Linked DNA regions of Danio rerio: region 2 is linked to region 1. Evidence: chromatin contacts called from public Micro-C data. All regions are on one chromosome and are shown on one strand. The core of a region is the stretch at or near the end of the contact, and the rest is flanking DNA. Distances in the headings are between cores, read along the strand shown. Region 1 holds the start of asb13a.1 (ankyrin repeat and SOCS box containing 13a, tandem duplicate 1). Region 2 holds the start of cry1a (cryptochrome circadian regulator 1a).

Region 1 (3,872 bases), core at 976-3,475:
TTTCTATTTGTTTTTAGTTCAGTTCTCAGATTATTCTGTCTGAGCTATCGGCCGTGGTTAAGATACATAACCACGCCCCTCCAACTGTCAATTTTGACAACAACCCTTTTCCCCTAAATATAATACATCCAATCAGCTTGCAGTCCAAAAAAAAAAAAAACAGCCACGCCTACTTATCTAATTTAACATTCCATTTCTCTACGAACTGTGCCCCAACACAAAAAAAAAGGTTGCAACTTCTGGTTCATGCAGACTTTGAAATTATTGATACTCAAAACCATTTTTGATACTACAAAAAACATTGCATTGCCACAGATTTTATTTAAATTACAACATTTATGCAGTTCCTAATTTATATATTTGAAAGAGTGATAAATGGACAAAGCTGAACTGTGGCAAGAGAGACTAGACTTAAAATCCATATTTTTTGTCAACACAATGCAACAGAAGTGGTTTATATGAAGGCAAAGGCCTCTAGATGACACTTACTTTACCAAAATAAAATATGATCATGCCTTTATTTTTAATTATTTAATTAGAAGAGTAAGGTCTGACTTTGCTTAGACAAAAGTATTGTCAGTTAACAGAAAAAAAAAAGAATATTGTGTATGACTCTCATGAGCTTGGACGACTGCATCCATACATCTCTGCAATGACTCAAATAACTGATCTGGAATGGCAAAGAAAGCGTTCTTGCTGGATTCCCAGAGTTCATCAAAATTATTTGGATTCATCTTCAATGCCTCCTCCATCTTACCCCAGACACACTCAATAATGTTCATATCTGGTGACTGGGCAGGCCAATCCTGGAGCACCTTGACCATCTTTTCTTTCAGGAACTTTGATGTGGAGGCTGTTGTATGAGAAGGAGCGCTATCCTGCTGAAGAATTTCTTCTGCAGTATTTGTGAAGATTGGGATACAGTTCAACAGATGGTAAATCTGAAAAATCTACCTTCTGCCACTTTTCCAAATGATCAACTAGAAGTCAAGCTATTATTTGTTGCTCTTACAACTGGGCTTTTGTCAGGTAGTGTAATAATAGAGCAACAAAACAAATGGTTTGTTCTTACAAAAACAAAATATCTCACCTGCATTGAGCAGCAACAGGGCACAGTCAAAGTGAGCTTTAGCACAGGCAGCATGTAAGGGTGTCCCAAAGTAAATGTCAAAGGCCTCCAGCAGCGCTCCCTTTGCTATCATCAGCTTCACACAGTCTGGGTTTCCTGCACAGAGATGCACTCTTGATGAAAATAAATAAAGTATAAAAACAGTGTTGATACAAACCTTGCATGTTTCACCTCGTATGCAGGCCTCATGAAGGGGGGAAGCTGTGAGGGCGGTCAGGGAAGGGTTGACCGATGCTCCGTGATCCACCAGCAGCTTTACACTTTCTATACTGCCAGCAGCACAAGCGTGGCACAGAGGAGTACTGCCATGGATGGTGCGCACATCCACCTGCGCACACAAATTATACAGTCTTTTATTATTATATAAAGCTCATTTTTATTACTCTAAATGTATCTGCCACAATAAAGAAGACTTAGAATTTGTGGAATATATTTATGAATTTTAAAAATGCTATAGGTTTTTGTATGCATTCAAACAAATGCTCAAATTCCAAGTGAAATTTGGAAACTAAGTCTCGAACTGGTCCAAGCAGATGTTCCATTAACGCAAGACATTGTCTCATTTAGCTTAAAGGGCTTCATTATTCTAAGGGTAATCTGGATAAAATATTTCCAGAAGGGTTATGGAGCAGTTGTTCTGGACTGGAAACGCACCTGAGCTCCAGCCTCCAGCAGTATTTTAACGCAGTTGGGATGGGCTTGGATGCAGGCATCATGCAGAGGTGTGAAGTTATCCACAGACACGATATTAACTGATGCTCCTGCTGCTATCAGCTGCTGTAACTGCAGAGCGCGACCCAGAGACGCAGCCTCATGTACCGGCGTACGGTCTGCCCAGTGACCTAAACACACAGCTTATGGTAATTTATAACTGTTATGGCGATCATAATTTCACAATCTATTGCATAGCAATGTTAAGCACTGGGCATGAGTGTGTTGTGCACCAGAAGCAATGTTATAGAATAAATACTCACCGATGTCACCATAATATGTTGATCTGGCAGAGGTCAGTTCCATAATTTAATACTTTTAAGTGAAATTTAAAATACATCACTCGCACAATAAGCAAACACCATGCTGCTGACAAGGTAAATATGATATATTTAAAGAAGACGCTTGTGTGGTGTTATGATTTGCGACATTTCAGACTGAATACGGCAAACACGGAAGGGATTATGGGAGACGTAGTTCCTCCACAATACCAGCATATAATGCATTCATCAAAACATTACTTATACCAGTGTTCCAACTCTTTCAACACCAAATTCAAGGACTTTTTAAAACCAATAATAATTTGAAATCGAGCACCTTTGTAATTCACACCACAACATACAGTAGTCAACATTTAAAGTGGATCAAAAAAGGTCAAAAGGTGTTGTTCAATAGGTTTAGGAAAACTTTAATGAAAGGTTTGTTGACTACTTTATAGAGTGGTATTTTACTTCTGATTTCATTTCTGTACCTCATTGGACTCACCAAAAAATCCATAAAAAGGAAATTTGGTCCCATTTAGGTCTGAACAACATTGTCTAAGCATCAACATCACATTGTACAAATCTAAAGCATGTGGATTGATTATAATTAAGCAGAAAACACCTTTCAGAACACATGCAAAGTTTGATGCTAGAAGAGAGAATGATTTTGAAAACCTGTGACTAATGTTTTAGTGAATTTTAAGCATTTGTGCATAAGATTTAAGAATTTTTAGCTTTAGTAAAGATAAAATGTGATTGTTTAGGAAGACTCGACAAAAAAAGGTCAAAAAGACAAGAATGGGTGTTGTTCAATAGTTTTAGGACTTTAATGCAAGGTTTTGATTCACTTCAAAATTCATGGCTATATACAGTTGAAGTCAGAATTATTAGCCCTCCTGAATTATTCGCCCCCGTTTATTTATTCCCCCAATTTCTGTTTAACGGATACCAGATTTCTTCAATATATATCTAAACATAATAGTTTCTAACTCATTTCTAATAACTTATTTATTTTATCTGCCATGATGACAGTAAATAATATTTGACTAGATATTTAAGACACTACAGCTTAAAGTGACATTTAAAGGCCTAACTAGGTTAATTAGGTTAACTAGGCAGGTTAGGGTAATTAAGCAAGTTACTGTATACCAATGGTTTGATCTGTAGACAATCCAAAAAATATATAGCTTAAAGAGGCTAATAATTTCGACCTTAAAACGGTGTTTAAAAAATTAAAAACTGCTTTTATTCGAGCCGAAACAAAACAAATAAGACTTTCTCCAGAAGAAAAAATATTATCAGACAAGCTGTGAAAATTTATTTATATATACACCTTACAATTAATATTTAAATTAAAATGTCATGATGATGTTTTGAATGTGTACCATTTTGAAGTGATAACCAAAAAACTATAATACACTTAGTTGAATCAATACTGGTTTATATTCAAATGCGAATTCTGGAGTATTGATACAATGCATTAATTATCATAGTTTGTGTATAAGATTTAAAATTTGATAGATTTTTGTTCAGTTTTTGAAAGCAGCACAGTACAATAGTTGAAATAACACCATAAACTTTTAAATTCAAGCACTTTCAAGGACCCATATTTGCTTTTAAGTACTTTCCAGGCCTTGAATTCATGTCTGAGATTCAAGTACTTTCAAAAACTGTGTGAACCCTATAAAGTGTAATACACTTTCTTATGCACTTAATACAAAGTTAAAGCATATTTAATCATGCTGGAAATTGAAAAGTTCAGTTGAAAT
Region 2 (3,872 bases), core at 899-3,398, 540 kb before region 1:
TAAGAATAGTATTATTTCTGAAACAAATTTATGAAAAATTTTGATTTAAAAACGAAACAAACACTTGGATCTCATTGCATCATTGCAGTGATGTCACTGTAATTGAATAGAACATTGTAGCTGCAGCTTTCTGCTTCATAGAATGGACTAGAATAGATTATAGTAGATTAATCCGCATGATGCATTTGGGTCTGTTTCAGAGAGAGAAGATACTTAAAAATGTATTTTAAAAAATATGATACAAAATGAAACAAAAATTTACAAATATGTCAGAACACACTGAATAAATTAGTTTTTTTTTTTAATTATTGCTCAAATAATTGATTTGTTTGTTGATATTTCCATGGTTAGAAACATTTTTGAAACAATGTTACACATAATTATTGCCTCTTGTAAGTATGGAGCCCTTTTAGTTATCAATACTATTAAATTATTTATTATATCGGTGTATATAAACTTGTAAAATATTTAGTCTTTTCTCCATATCTCACACCTTTGGGACTGCATTATTTTGACAAGCCGTAATCAATATTTGGCGAATCAAAACAGTTTTTTCAAAGTTATCCTTAAACTATTGAACAACATCCATTCTTGTCTTAGGCGATGTGGAAAAATGTCAAATATAAATGTTGACTAATGACTACCATACATACACCTGTTGGTGAACCACTGCAAATTAAAAAGTTTTTTCTTTCTTTATTTTTTAAAAATAGTAATGCAATAGTTTGCATGCAAATAGTTTATGCAAAAAAAAAGTTAAGTTTGTTTACTTTTTTAGGACAGTTTTAAGATTACTATCATACCATAAGTACATGCAATTTTCAGATTATATGTTTTACATATGCATTTCATAAAACAATATATTCTATACAACAATATATTCCAATTTCATATCTATCTATCTATCTATCTATCTATCTATCTATCTATCTATCTATCTATCTATCTATCTATCTATCTATCTATCTATCTATCTATCTGGTTCATGCACAATTTGAAATTTCAATGCTTTTCTCAATATTTTACAATTTTCAATAAATAGTGGCAAATGCAGTAAAACCTTGGTAAAATAGATCCGGAGGGTGAAAGAGTACACAGATTTCAAATTCATTATGAGGTTTAAAATTATAATAATAATAATAGCACTCCATAGAAACAAAAATGAATGGCACTATACGATAAGAGTACAATAGACTAAATCAAAAGTGAATATTTTTGATTATAATAAATTAGACAAGAACGGATCTTGCAATGCATTCAATGCAAATACAAAATATTTGTCATCCGATCCCTTACCTCCACCTGCTGATCCCGACGTTGGAGGATCCTGCGAACCAGGGGTCGAGGATGTACACACAGCGGACACTGTGCGCTCCCAGAATAGAGTCTCTGAGTGAAGGATTGTCGTGGAGCCGCAAGCCCTTCCTGAACCAGTGGACTGTATTGACCACCATTACTCCACTAAAGTCCAGCTTTTAGTATGCAAGGGTTATTCTACAACACTCTCCAAAAAAGAAACTGCTCTCAAATGCGTAAACAAAAACGACAAATAATCTTACAAAATCACTATATATGCACGTTCAAATTATTCTGGATTTAATGAGAGAGAGAAAATAGTTAGCCTTGCTCCAACAAAACACTTTCCATCATTACGTCTAATAATTTGGAACACGACCTCAGATGAAGCATTGGGGCACGCGCTGGATACCCGCGCAACAGACGAATACGCGACCGGCTTTAGGACCAAGGCGCAACGCAAAGTACGCCTCCCTGTTGTATAACTTGTTTTTTCCGAATAACTTAAAATAATGAAAAACACGGTATATATACTATATCTCGCATGTAGAGAAAGTTGTGATTTGAGTTATGCGTAAAATGTCAATGCGTAGACTTACAGCTGAAGTCTATACGATGCGCGAGCCCGAATGAGCACGATTATGTAAATATTAATATTGGCTCAAACCTCTCGTATGAGCTTTTACAGGCAGCTGTCGCAAAATAAACCAATATCCCGCACGAAGAGAAGCCTCATACGAAGTATTCAGCGTGTCTTGTTTGTTTTCCTTCAATGTTATGTCCACTTGTAAATATTTTTCCAGAAGCGCAGGTTCCATACACTTTCAGCCATGCAATCCAGTCGGTCAACTTGACTCCACCTTGATGATTGCGCACACGGAGCAGCGCGCTCTGATTGGTCAAGCCCCAGAGTGACGCTGTTGATTCTCAGTCACGTTTCTTTGGTGTGATAACTTAAAACACCAAGTATAAATGCATTTAACTGCGTATTTAGTATAAACATTAGTCTTTATCTATTCTGTGTTATTATGCATGTAATTACGCATGTAATTACAAAGCTAAAACTTTAGTGTTTATGAAAAATATATTACTAGAAATATTATAGGGTGCATAGGAACTACTTGATGTTTGCATATGGAAAAACAGCAAGGCTTCGTTTTATGAATTGGTAGCACATGAAGACGGTTAAGGACTGTAGTGTGCTGTTCTCAAAGCTGATAGGTTGGAGCTGCAGTACCCGGATGGGCACATGAGAAGTGACATGATCAGGCTCGTGTCAGTGCGCGGTTTTTATTTCCTGCAGCAGGATGGCACTGTTGAGTCATGTTATGTACAAAAAAGTATTCCTTTCCAAGAAGTTTTGGTGCTTTTGGCTGTCTTTTAATGCACTGCATCAGTCTGTGGTCAGTTTTAGTTATATTCCCTGCATTTCTACAGGTCATGATGTTTAAACATCACTCATGCTATTTGATTTTATAAATGTGTGCATACATTTCTGCTCAGATGCTCACACACTCCTTGCAGAAGAGGCAAAATAGTCATGTTAGCCCTTTATTTTACAATACTCTTTCACATAGTATGCGCTGTTTATAGTCATTACATGAACTGGCTATGCACTATCCCTAAATCATACCCCTGAACTCAACCTTAACCTGTGTAGTTACCTTATATAAGCTAGTACTTTCTTAGTACACTATGCACACATGCTAAGTGCATGTACTGTAAAATGTTAAAGTAAAACTGCATTAATGATTTGAACATAATATCAGGTAATCTTTTATTTAGTTCTGCATTACACTACGAATGTTGCTGCCTACATTTTTTAGTTGAATCAAATTAACTTTTTAAGTCATCTCAACCTACATCAGTCAAACACACTTAAAATATTCACTTAAACTTCGTGGAACCTGATTAACTTAAAGTAATAATTTAAATAATCATAAATACATTTTGTCATTTCTTACAGTATAAATAATGTATTTTGCATAAAAGATGTGTCATATAAAAAATGACACTTTATTTTAAGGTGATGTAGTTACAGTGCAACTATTCATTTAACTTCTGAGTAATATTAATAAGTTATGTACTTACTATATGGTTGGGGTTAGAATGTGGATTAGCTTTAGGGTTAATAACATGTAGTTATGCATAATTCATTGTAACTACTATAGTAAGTGTATGGAACATCTGTAACCACACCACCAATTTCCTAACAATTTCCTTTTATTACATTTCTAAGGGTGACCTTGTTCAAAGGTTTGCCCTTGTATTGTATGTTGTTACCTGAATGATCTATGACTTTGTTTTATAGTTGATGTATCTGTGAGCCCCTTGATTGTCCTGATGTATCCAGTAAAACTCTCCACCATTTTTCTGGAAAAAAGTCACAATGCAGGCAACTAAAGGATTCATATAATTTTTTAGAAAAGGTGAAAGCATGATGCATTAAGAGCCATTAGTTTAAACTGTTGATGTTGATGTGTACTTTTTAAAGATAATATTTATTTTCATTCAGTAATGACTCAACAACAAGCAAAAAAACAAGTAATTCCGCTGGGACATCTAGTTCAATACTT

The links. A called contact is a pair of places that touch in the nucleus more often than the background predicts.
Region 2: a contact with region 1 is called in a Micro-C map of caudal fin, with 5 times the contacts expected there. The contact joins the promoter of cry1a here to the promoter of asb13a.1 in region 1. A contact is called at or near these places in 2 of 18 Hi-C or Micro-C datasets (caudal fin and hematopoietic stem cells).

The regions. Positions count from the first base shown.
Region 1 is chr4:12,048,748-12,052,619 of GRCz12tu, reverse strand. asb13a.1 (ankyrin repeat and SOCS box containing 13a, tandem duplicate 1) reads right to left here and starts at 2,225. Exons shown (of 6, transcript NM_001002528.1): 1 at 2,104-2,225; 2 at 1,784-1,971; 3 at 1,301-1,457; 4 at 1,091-1,225. The coding sequence starts at 2,146.
Region 2 is chr4:12,584,512-12,588,383 of GRCz12tu, reverse strand. cry1a (cryptochrome circadian regulator 1a) reads right to left here and starts at 2,148. Exons shown (of 14, transcript NM_001077297.2): 1 at 1,297-2,148. The coding sequence starts at 1,454. It also overlaps a transcript of btbd11a not described here.